Regions from separate parts of the Nothobranchius furzeri genome. Here region 1 is linked to region 2. A link is a contact called in public Micro-C data. All regions are on one chromosome and are shown on one strand. The core of a region is the stretch at or near the end of the contact, and the rest is flanking DNA. Distances in the headings are between cores, read along the strand shown. Region 1 holds the start of basp1 (brain abundant, membrane attached signal protein 1). Region 2 overlaps myo10 (myosin X).

Region 1 (6,080 bases), core at 767-3,266, 67 kb before region 2:
TCCTCTTGACGGTTCTGCCTCTGTTAAACGTTTTATTCTTTTGGTTTGTTGGATCAAAACCAAAGAAAACAACAGAAATGACAAAGAACTACAGGATCCAGATGAGACACCATGACCACACACGCGTTTGACCCTCTCGACTCGCCGTCCACCACAGCGAGGCATCGCCATGAGTCATCGCCATAGCAACTCATCAAGCTGCTGTTTGTCTGCCTCCAACGAGGTGAATGAACTGAAAGATGAATTTAAAACAGCCAATCAGCAGCCAGAGGGAGGAGACCAATCAGAACAAGCATAGAGGGAAACCACAGAATCAGGTTGAAGGTATCTGATGTTTGGCAGAATAAATACTCTAGTGATGCACTGATATGAAATTTTTGGGCCGATACTGATATTCGATATTAAGATCACTGTTATGGCCGATAACCGATATTTGCCGATACAGATATGCTGACATTAATGCTTCCAAAATCAGCAGATTTTGTATAGAATGAAAATTATTAAAGCTGAATTTACATTATTATGCACGCACACACACACACAAACACACACACACACACACACACACACACACACACACACACACACACACATTTATGGTTTTGAGATGATTTCAATGATTTTATTCACTGTCACATGACTAAACAAATGCACATCCCCACATTAAAAGTTCAACTAATCTTTGAAAATGAGACAAATGCAAATAAAATCAAATAAAAACGCAAAAAGGTCTGATCATCTGGAGACACCAGAGACTTTTCTTTCTTTGTTTTACACAACATGTTTTTAATTATGAGAAATCAGGATAAATAAAATTTAACATGAGCTATAAAAATGTCAGAGTGATCCTGATTACACCCACCCACACACAATCATCACCATCGCCCTCGTGAGAGAGGGAGAACACACGGAATCTTCTAACGCACGCGCACACGCACGACCCTGCTGCCTAAAAAAATCTAATTTTTGTTAAAAATATAAATTTCATCAAAAATAATCGATCAGCAGCAAAAAGCAGCAGAGACTACCTCATCCCCTCCTCTCCATCTTATTGATAGGCAAGGTGGCATCTCGCGTCCACACCCTACACCCAGTGCGCATGCGTGCCACGGCAAACAAAGAAGCGGGCAAATAACGGTCTGAAGATGGAGAGTTGACCTGCTGCAGGAAACGAGCAGATCCAGACTGATGCTGCAGCAGAAAGATCAAATCAACGAAGATGAACAGCCGGGGTGTGTGTGTGTGTATGTGTGTGTGTGTGTGTGTGTGGGGGGGGGGGGGGGGGGGGATCAGGTGCATCCTCATCCCACGCACGCCCCCCCACCCCCCACCCCCACCCCACCCCTCCTCCTCCTCCTCCTCAGTGCAATAAAAGGAATGTGGTATTAATAATTCATCTGCATCGTGACATAATGTGGTCCAGGACCGGATGGGAAACGGTGTGAGACAAACTGTTTAGACACGCGCGCGCCCACGCACGCACCCTTTTAGCAGCCTCCAGAGGTAATAAATGATAAAGTTGTTTCTGATAGAAACAAGCGCCAGGCTGGTCGGTACACATCAAAGACAGAACGGGTCCAAACGGATCTAAAGTCCGAACCAGAATCTGAGCGCGTGCAGGCCATGCTGTACACACACCCCTTTTTGAGCTCGTGCACATTCCTGTGAATGATTCCAGAAGCAAACTCCCTTTTTAAACATCGGATCCCATCTAAAGGCTTTTCTCTCACATTTACTTTGGATTTTAGAAAATCTCTGCCAGACTCCAGGCGCGCGGCCGCGTCTCCAAAAGGAGAAGAAGACAATGAAAAGGATGTGAGCAGAAAGCCAGAACCCCCCAGAGGACCAGGCTGGACCGGGACCGGACGGGTCTTACCGTGGACTGAGAAGTTCCGACCTCCGTCTGCTCCCCTTGCAGTTTCAGGTAGCGGCTGCGGTGTCTGTCTGCGGCTTCCCCTGCGCGCTCGGCGGCTTGTGCCTGCTCTACGGTGCGGCTTCAGCTACTCCGCCTGCGCGCACACGCACTCACTGCTGCGTGCACGCGCGTGCTTTGTGTGGAAGCTCCAATCTGAAAACGTCCAGAGTAGAGGAGTTCGGATCAGATATGTTAAAGGAGGATTCGTGAAGAAAGTCTTTAGTATGGGTTTATTTCATCCGGAGAGAGGGCTTTTATCTCTGAAGGGGTCAAACCGGAAGTGACTCTTTTTGTTCCTTTGTGTTTTTATCCCGCAGAACAAATTTTTTCTTAATGTTCCTTCAGATCTCTAACAGCCTTCAGAAATTCTCCTTTCCGGGTTGTTGCGTCTGCGCGCCCCCTGCTGTTCACACATGCGCGCGCACGGTTCCGTGAACCTGATTCCAGATAAATGAGAGAAGAAATGATCCACTGATTATTGAACATAAACAGACAAAAGCCAGCCTAGAGTGACTATCCCGGGGTCTCCTCGGGAGAAGCCTGAACCACACCAGGTGGCTCCTGAAAGGATTATTTTGTTTTTTGGGGCAAAAGGGTATTTAGTGCAAGTTCTCCCACTTAAAAGGATGAGAGGCCTGAGATTGTCATATGCTTCAGCTGTGAGGGACTAAACAAGAAAAGAAATGCAGAAAGTCACATTGTCTGATTTTTAAATCATTTATTTACAGATGATGGTGGAAAATGAGTATTTGGTCAATAACAAAAGTCCATCTCAGTACTTGTTACATACCCTTTGTCAACAATGACAAACATTTTCTGTAAGTCTTTTTCACACACTGTTGCTGGTATTTTGGCCCATTCCTTCATGCAGATCTCCTCTAGAGCAGTGATGCTCTCCGGCTGTCGTTGGGCAACACAGACTTTCAACTCCCTCCATATTTTCAATGAGGCTGAGATCTGGGGACTGGCTAGGCCACTCCAGGACCTTGAAATGCTGGAAGCCACTCCTTCGTTACCCAGGAAGTGTGTGTGGGATCATTGCAGTGCTGAAAGACCCTGATGGAAGGAGGTTTTCACTCAGAATCTGACGATACCAGGCCCCATTTATTCTTTCCTTTACACGGATCAGTTGACCTAGTTCCTTTGCATAAAATAAGCCCCAAATCATGAAGTTTCCACCCCCATGCTTTACAGTGTACTTTGGATGCATCTCTGCATTCTTTCTGCTCCAAACATAACGAGTAGTTTTTAACAGTTATGTTTTGGTTTCTTCTGAGAAGAAGAAGAAAATATATTTTCTATGGCACCTCTCAAGATAAAAATCACGAGGCGCTTCACAAAAACAAAAAATGTAAAAATAAAAAAAATGTAGAAAATGGTTAAAATTTAAAAAATGAGCAAAAAATAAACAATTGTGATTAAAAATGTAAAGAAAGAGAGAGAGTGAATAGGAAAGAGGGAAATCAGTGGATCCTGAGGAAGGTGGAATAGGTGGGGAGAGCAGAATAAAGAGAGAGTGGTGAAGAAGGTCATACAAAATCCAGCTTGAACAAGTGAGTCTTCAGCTGCTTTTTAAAGGAGTCCACTGATCTCAGGCTCAGGGGGAGAGAGTTCCAGAGTCTGGGGGCCACAGCAGCAAATGATCTGTCACCTTTGGTCTTTAGCCTGGTGCGCTGCACAACCAGTAGGCTTTGATCACTGGACCTCAGGGACCTGCTGGGTGTGTAGGGACTAAGAAGATCACCAATGTATGATGGTGCTTGTCCATGTAAGGCCCTATAGACCAGAACCAGGATCTTGAAATGAACCCTGAAGTTGACTGGCAGCCGATGAAGCTGGAGGAGAAGCGGGGTGATGTGGGTGTGTTTGGAGGACTTGGTCAGAAGCTGAGCACAGGCGTTCTGACCATATGGCATTCTCCCAATGCTCTTCTGGATCATTCAAATGTTCTCTAGCAAACTTCAGACGAGCGTACTGGCTTAAGCAGGGGGACACGTTCATGGTGGCGTGTTATTGATGGTAGCTTTTGTAACTTTGGTCCCAGCTCTCTGCAGGTAATTCACTAATCCCCCCCCCCCCCTCCCCGTGTAGTTCTGCTCACCGTACTTGTGATCATTTCACCCCACAGGGTGAGATCTTGCATGGAGCCCCTGGTGGAGGGAGATTATCAGTGGTCTTGTACGATGGACATTACACGCCTCTCTCATCCTTTCAAGTGGGAGAGCTTGCACATAGTTGGAGGCTAACTAAATACTTTTGCCCACTGTACTACATGGCTCAAGAAAATGAATTATGGAAAGAAATCAAAAATTTGCATTGTTTCCTTTTAATGTGGAAGAGCACAGCAGCGTCTCTCGGGTGTCAGTGAGCCCAGATCAGGAAACTCATTTCAGTCACCTTTAACCCTGGGGGGGGGGGGGGGGGGGGGGGGTCAACAAGAGAATAAAACAAGAACAAGAAAACATCAGATGTCCAGATGAACTCAAAATGCTTTCAGAATAAAGTCAAAACATCTAAAATATGACCCTGATCTCTTGAATCAAACGCCCAAACCCTCCAGACTCACCTCAGTTTGTTAAATCCAACAGAACAACTACACTCCAGTGATCAAACTGAGAATGTATTCACTTTGATTAAAATTAAAAACAACAGCGACAAATGTCAGATCAGTAAAAACACATTTATTTAATTCCTCTGTGACTCGTTTGTTCTCTAACGCTGCTCTGTCTCTTCTGTATTACCGGTGTTGAGCACTAGGTGGCAGCGTCTGCCCACGAGACTCCAGTAAATGGTCAGCCTCTGCAGCTCAGTGTGTGTGTGTGTGTGTGTGTGTGTGTGTGTGTGTGTGTGTGTGTGTGTGTGTGTGTGTGTGTGTGTGTGTGTGTATCTCTGAGGTTTTAGCCAACTTCGGAACAGCTGAAAACTCATTCCAACAGCTGACTGAAACAGAATCAAACATGTTATCGAACAAGGAACCTGATGGAGGGGATGGAGATCAGATGGAGCAGACGTGACCTACAGGAACCAGAAGGATCCTTCTGAGGCGTCTAAAGCAGCTTTGGTGTTTTTGGTTCCAGAGAAGAGGAGCAATGAAGAACCGACTGCGGGTAAATGAAACAGCTGAATGTTGCTGCTTCATCAAAAAAGTTAAACTAATTTAGGTTTTAACTCGTCTGTCATCAGGCTGAACTCTGCTTCCCTTTAGGAGAAATAATTTAGGCCTTTCTGATGGTGTTGATGCAGTAGAACAGCATTCTGGGAGTTTAAGCTAATATGTTCAAGTTTGGACTTTATGAATTTATTTGGTCCGATTTGCTGCTTTCACCTTCTCAAGTAATCAGATTACTGATCCTTTCATTCAGTCAGAAAATGAACAGAAAACTTAATCTTCAGAATTCTCTTCTCATATTTTCCTATTTCTTTTTCTTTTGTTCTTCATTGTACTCAGAGTGATAAGGGTTTCTTGTTACCTTTGCTGACATGTTTCCACGTTCACTGCCGCCTTCGTCAGAGCAACCGCTGACAATGCTGTGGCCCCCAGACTCTGGACCTCTCTCCCCCTGAGCCTGAGATCAGTGGACTCAGTGGTCTCCTTTAAACTCACCTGTTCAGGCTTTGGTGGGACCTTCATCACCACCCTCTCCTTATTCTGCTCTTATTCTGCCTTTCCAGGATCCACTGATATTACCTTCCTATTCATTTCCTCTTTCCCCTTCCTTAAAATGTTTTAGTCACACATTTTTTTCTCATTTTCATGATATTTCTTAAAGTCTTTTTATTTTTGTTCTTGAGAAGGTCCACACGATTTTTATCTTGAGAGAAGCTATGTAAAAGATTGTTTTCTTTCTAAATGCAGTCTGATGTCTGTCAGCAGAGCTGATTGCAGGTCAGGCTCTGGGACGCCGTCCACATAGGTGACCTGTTAGAGGTTACAGGTGGAGGACACCTGAACAAATACCTGGGAGGAGTCAGGACAGACCACAGATAGCTGGTCTGGAGACCCACTAGCTACAGCATGACTGCTTTTAGATGATTCCTCAAAGTAAATACAACCTAATTAAATATGAGTACATTGACTGGTTGCGTTGTAAAGCACCTTGGGGGGTTATAGAGCCCTAGAAGATGTTTATCAAATATAGGCCATTTACGGAATAGCCAAGACTTT
Region 2 (6,079 bases), core at 1,452-3,951:
TCTGGGGTATTAATCTTGTGTGTGTGTGTGTGTGTGTGTGTGTGTGTGTGTGTGTGTGTGTGTGTGTGTGTGTGTGCGTGCGTGCGTGCGTGTGTGTGTGTGTGTGTGTGTGTGTTTGCAGAGTCGTTCGGGTTGACCCAGCCTGAGAACTACCACTACCTGAGACAGTCCAGCTGCCTCGGCGACAGGACGATCAATGATGAGGGAACTTTCCAGGATGTTCTGGTGTGATTGCTGTTTTCATACGGAAGCCCGGTTGGGCCTGAACTAATAATTCTTCTAACGTCAACATAAATATGTTTAAGGATTGGAGTTTAATTAAAAACTTAAGTGATCTCTCTGAAGAAACTGAAGCCTGTTTGAGATCGGCCTAAACCTCTGAGGGCCAATCATCTCCTCAGGATGGATCTTCTGGTTCTGACCCAAACTCTCTGGATCTGAACCAGAACCCAGAATCTGGTCAGTTTAACCTGAGCTTCTCTTCCATCTCATCGTCGCTCCTTCCAGAACGCCATGCGGACTATGCAGTTCTCCGAGGAAAACATCAGTGAGGTCCTTCGCCTCCTGGCCGGGATTCTTCATGCGGGCAACATCGAGTTCATGACGGCGGGGGGGGCGCAGGTCTCGCACAAATCAGGTAAGAGTCCTCCTATCCCTAATCCTAATCCTGACTGTAGGTTACGGGTCTTCAGGACAGATTATTGATCAGAAGGACGGTTTTCCTCTGCAGCTCTCAGCTGGACGTCAGAACTTCTGGGTCTGAACTCGGAGCAGCTGGCAGAAGTTCTGACCCACCGGTCCATGATCCTCAGGGGGGAGGAGATCTCCACTCCACTCACTGTTGAACAGGTCAGCTGATGTTTAGGTGTTTGTCAGCCAATCAGCTCTCTCACAAGTTTCCAAATCCTGGAAAATGCTTTAATATGGGAAATATGACTGTGTAAGCAGAGATGACTAAATATTAAATAACAAACCTAAGGGTGTTGTGGTTGGGTGTGTTCATGGAGGCGGTGGATTCCCGGGACTCCATGTCCATGGCTCTTTACTCCCAGTGTTTCAACTGGATCATCCATCAGCTCAACAACCGAATCCGAGGAAAAGAGGACTTCAAATCCATCAGCATCCTGGACATCTTTGGTTTTGAGAACTTTGAGGTGAGTTTGAAGGGAAAATTACCCAAAATATGTTTTAAAATGATGAGTTAGATGAGATTTGAACAGTTTGCGCCCTAACACACCAGTGCATCCGGGGCCACACACGCTCTCACCTAAAGGAACTTTCCCATCACACCGCCTGTGACCTCCACTCAGCACACCCTGACGACCTGCACATTCCCAGATCCAACCTCTAGACCCAGGGAGGTCGCTGCCCCTCGACTGTGGACTCCCTCCCTGGCACCCTGAGGACTCCTTAGCCCACTGCCTGTTTTAAAGTCATCTTCAGACATTTTCTTTTTTAGCAAAGCTTTTAAACCCGAGCTGGCGCTCAGCTTAGGTTTTAACCTGTTACCTTTGTATCCCTCAACTGTATCCTAGGGTTTTTGCTTGCCTGCAGCCCTTTAAGGTCTTTTGAAATAAAGGGCATTATAAATTAAATTCATTATTATTACTATAATTATTATAAACCCAAACTTTGTGTTTTAGTCGTGAATCAGACAAATCACCAAAAAGCAGCCGTTTTGTCAGCTGTTACCGGACTAATGCGATGGACTTTGTTCCCTGCAGGTTAATCGCTTCGAGCAGTTCAACATCAACTATGCAAACGAGAAGCTGCAGGAATATTTTAACAAGCACATTTTCTCTCTGGAGCAACTTGAATACAACAAGTAGGTGGAAGCTTTTTAATCTGGAGCTGTGAAATAATCCCTCGTAGAAACTCGTACAGCTCGGTGTGGACATCGCGCACGGCTCGGAGTTCACTCTGGAACGTATTCCCCTAGAACCGGTTAGCGGCTAAAGCTAAGGCTAGCACATGAGTCATGAATGAAAACAGGCATTTCTACGCCTCTCCTGCAACCTTACCCAGAATGCATCAGAAAACATCCTGCTGACCCACCAAAGTCCGGCTGCTTCCTGTCTGAAGGCTGAAAACATCAAAACTGTGGTGGAAAAAGAACAAAAACACACAAACATCCACTCCATCGTGGGGGGTGGGGGGGATCAGCTCTCTGATTGGCTGAGACTCTGAAGCTGCATCATCATCAACGTTTCTAATGCATCCATAAGAAGAAGAGCTGATAAACTCATTTAGAGTTAAAATCCTGTCTCCGGCTTCAGGAATGCGCTCTGTGTTCTTTTCTTCTTCTGCTGTTCTTACGAGTGTTTGTGCTTCCTGCAGAGAGGGTCTGGTGTGGGAGGACATCGACTGGATGGATAACGGAGAGTGTCTGGATCTGATTGAGAAGGTTTTTAATCTGAAAACAGCTGCTTTTACTTTCTTTCACATGTGAAAGTGAAAGATTCGGAGTTTTAAATTGGTAAATAACTCCTAATGGTGATAAACCGGTTTGTACAGAAACTGGGTCTCCTGGCGCTGGTGAACGAGGAGAGTCACTTTCCCAAAGCAACAGATGGAACGTTACTGGAGAAGCTTCACAGTCAGCACTCGGTAGGTTTCCTCTGGGTTGGGGGCGGGGTTATGGAAGTGTTTGATGGTTTAGGACCAACCCACCTTTCTTATTCTGCACAGAAAAACCCGTTCTACGTGAAGCCTCGTGTGGCGGTGCACTACTTTGGTGTCAGACATTATGCAGGAGAGGTAAGGCGTCACATCAGGGTTGTTGTTTTTTCCTGTAGTTGGGTGTTTTTTCATTTGCTTCTCTACTCCTTTGACCCTCTGCCACCCCCTGGTGGCCGGTTCCAGGTAGTGTATGATGTAAGGGGCATCCTGGAGAAGAACAGGGACACGTTCAGAGACGACATCCTCAACATGCTGCGGGAGAGCAGGTGAGTTCTGCTGCTGGAACAACAGAACATCTGCAGACGTCTCTAATGATTTTATTTCTTCTAATAATAAATGACTCTGCCCCCAGCTGTAGAGGATGCTGTACGGTTTCCCAGATCATAATCTAAACTTCACAGTTAAATAATTTACTAGAAAATTCCAATAAACATGAAGATGTTTGAAAAACGAAAAGTAAAAAAAAAACATCACTTTTCCATTATTACTGTAATTATTTAGTAATAATATTAAAAACCCAAAGTGCCTTTTTTTTCTTCTTCTTCATTTAAAACTCGTTTTTTTCTCCTTTGTTTCGGCATCACTTCTTCTAAACATTTGTTCCAATTTACAGAAAATTAGTTTCCAACCCTGTGGAAATGAGACTTTTTATTTTATTTTATTGGAAATCATGTAAATGTAGAACCTCCTGATCTCCCAGGTGACCTAATCCAGTCATGATTCCAGATGTTTATTATTACCAGATGAGTCAGCCATGTTTAAGGTGAACCGGTCACATCTGCCCTTTAGGTTGGACTTCGTCTACGATCTGTTTGAGCACGTGGTGAGTCGGAACAAGCAGGACACGCTGAAGAGCAGCTTCAAACACCGACGACCAACAGTCAGCTCCCAGTTCAAGGCAAGTTCCTGAGTCAGCTCGCCCACCTACAGACCTGATCTCAGGTCAGCTGGACGCAGTTCTGTAGGGCTGATGACCTTCAGCTGTAAAGAAGAGTCATTTAATATGAAACCAGTTCTAGTTGGAACTAAAGTCTGTATGGTAATTAGCACTAAAAGAGGCCCAATAAAGGTTTATTTACTATAAAATCGTTAAAAGTCTTGATCTTGGATTAAAGTGAACAAAATAAAAGCACATTCCTAGAAAAGATTAAACACTGGGTGGTGCTGTTATAGCAGCCAGAGTTTACTTATGTAAGGATATTCAGATTTTGTAATTAGGAGTAATTTATGTGGGACTTTTATTTTGTAGAACCACATGTATTTATCTATTAAGGGCTTTAATTTTGAAACACATTCACATCAGCCTTTTTTGGATTATTTTGTAAAATAGATTTTTAAATGTATTTATTAGTTTCCTATTGGCTGAAACTTTTGTTTTTATTCTGTCTGTCTGCCTGTCTGTCCGTCATCATTTTGTTTCGGTACTTTTCCATTCTGGGTTTTCTTAGAAATGGAGGTTTCTGGTCTCGATTGTTCTGCAGGATGAATCAAACTAACTGAGGTTACAGATCAGGAGGGAGATTCAGCGTTGGATGATTTTACTGTAAAACTGGTTTTAATGGTTTTAATGGTTTCCAGGACTCACTCCACTCTCTGATGGCGACACTCAGCACCTCTAACCCGTACTTCATACGATGCATCAAACCAAACACACACAAGGTGAGCCTCTGAGTGAGACCGTCTATGTGCGCCCGTGTGTGTGTGTGTGTGTGTGTGTGTGTGTGTGTGTGTGAGATAAGTTGTGAGGATTTATTAAAATTGTAAGAAAATAATCATAATATTAAAGAGCAAATTGCAGGTTATATTTTTTCTAATTCATATAAAATTCTGTCCAAAAACAGTATTAGAAAAGCTTATTGTGGATACTTGGTTATAAAACACATAACAGCAGTTTTCTAGTAAAAAGTTCCTTTCTCTTGTTTCTAAAGCTGAACCTCTGACGTAACCAAAGGGAGTTAGAAGCTAGGCGCTGCCTCAGCTCAGTGTGGACAGTGGCTAGCTTTAGGGCAGAGAGGTCATGTGATCCAGTCCGTGTGTGTTTACTAGTGTTGGATTGTGTTCTTGTTGATAAACTATAGTTTATGAAGGCTGTACCAACTCCAGCCTGTCTGGACATCGAGTCCACGGGTTTCTAGACAAGAGAAACAACGCCTCTAGTAGCTCACATCGGTCGCTACCGGGTCAGGGAGGTCCGCGCTCGAGCTCAGATCACCGTCAGAACCGACAACCAGAAGAGACGAGCGGCTCAGCGGGCTGTCGAGCTGGTTTCTGGGTCGGAATCTGATCAGAACCGCCGCAGACCTCCAGGAAAGGATCGTGTGCAGCTTTTAAAAATACCAGCTGAACTGGCTCGCTGGTGTCTGGGTCGGATCTAGCTCACAGAAGCCCGCATGAGCTCCAGAACCGGATGACAGACGTCTCTCTCCCTCTCTCTAAGCTAAACTATGTTAGGTGAACGGATATTAACGAGTATGAGACAGCTGACAGACGCTCATTAGTATTAATATTATATTAACTTACAATACTATTTTAACTGTCTGGTACACAATAGTAATCTGTACTATATTGTGATGTTAGCACACGAGTTTAAGCTAACATGGTTAACTCAAGCCCCCCCCCCCCCCCCCCGCTGCGCACAATCTCTCAGCTTTGGCCAATGGTTTCTCCCTCTGGTTTGTCTCTGCTCTCTAGGGCGTGCAGTAAACTCGTAACTTTAAGGTTCTGGTCCATCAGAAATAGAATTATAAACATTTAAAGTTTCCTCTGTGTCAGAGCCACTAGTGATGTGTCGGTTGCGAACGAACCGGCTCTAAGAGCCGGCTCTATGAAGTGAACGACGGGAGCCGGCTTGTCATTGGGGGCCGTCACCCCCTCTCCTCTTGTTATGGTGAAAGCCACAGGCGATTGGTCAACATGTGTAACTGCGTGTCCAGACTGTCCACAGTAGGGGCAAGGAAGAGGGAGGATCAGACTCAGGCAGAAGCACAGCAGAGCTGGTTAGAGTGGCTGACTGGTTTATCTACAGAACAGCTTCCAGACCAGTTAACAGTGAGTTAGTGTTAACTAGTAACTTATTATATTACATACTAATGACTAATATTGTAAAGTAATAACGAATTATAGTATTAATTAGATAAATTGCATTTCTTGCAGAAACGTTGTTTGAATGCTGGATAGCTTAAACTGTTAGCTGAATCAGCTTAATAGCTGAACTGAAGTTGAAAGTAAGCAAAACTGTCTAAATGAGCTGAATGTGTTGAAAGATGTAGAAGCAAAAATCACTAACAAGCAAATAAAGCACAAAACGTAAGAGAAGAATGGAGAAAAATAATCCTAAATAGCAAAAAACTGAAATCTGCAAACATTGTATAAAAATCTAGTTTAGTTTTAGAACTAGTTT

Evidence for each region. Hi-C and Micro-C count contacts between places; a contact is called where the count stands out from the background.
Region 1: a contact with region 2 is called in a Micro-C map of tail fin, with 6 times the contacts expected there. The contact joins the promoter of basp1 here to the enhancer-like site in region 2. A contact is called at or near these places in 2 of 2 Hi-C or Micro-C datasets (skeletal muscle and tail fin).

The regions. Positions count from the first base shown.
Region 1 is chr11:35,572,553-35,578,632 of NfurGRZ-RIMD1, reverse strand. It overlaps basp1 (brain abundant, membrane attached signal protein 1), which reads right to left and starts at 2,016. Exons shown (of 2, transcript XM_015956535.3): 1 at 1,877-2,016. myo10 (myosin X) reads left to right here and starts at 4,904. Exons shown (of 40, transcript XM_054747026.2): 1 at 4,904-5,022. The coding sequence starts at 5,005.
Region 2 is chr11:35,506,488-35,512,566 of NfurGRZ-RIMD1, reverse strand. myo10 (myosin X) reads left to right here. Exons shown (of 40, transcript XM_054747026.2): 9 at 122-225; 10 at 508-637; 11 at 731-849; 12 at 1,008-1,154; 13 at 1,725-1,825; 14 at 2,338-2,404; 15 at 2,515-2,607; 16 at 2,689-2,757; 17 at 2,863-2,945; 18 at 3,469-3,577; 19 at 4,258-4,338. Among protein-coding and RNA genes, the nearest start is that of marchf11, 23 kb to the right of the region's middle. Within about 2 kb of position 2,701, at least 1 of the 3 cell types and tissues checked has an H3K27ac peak or open chromatin away from gene starts, as enhancers often do. A contact at or near this core is called in tail fin, where this site is marked.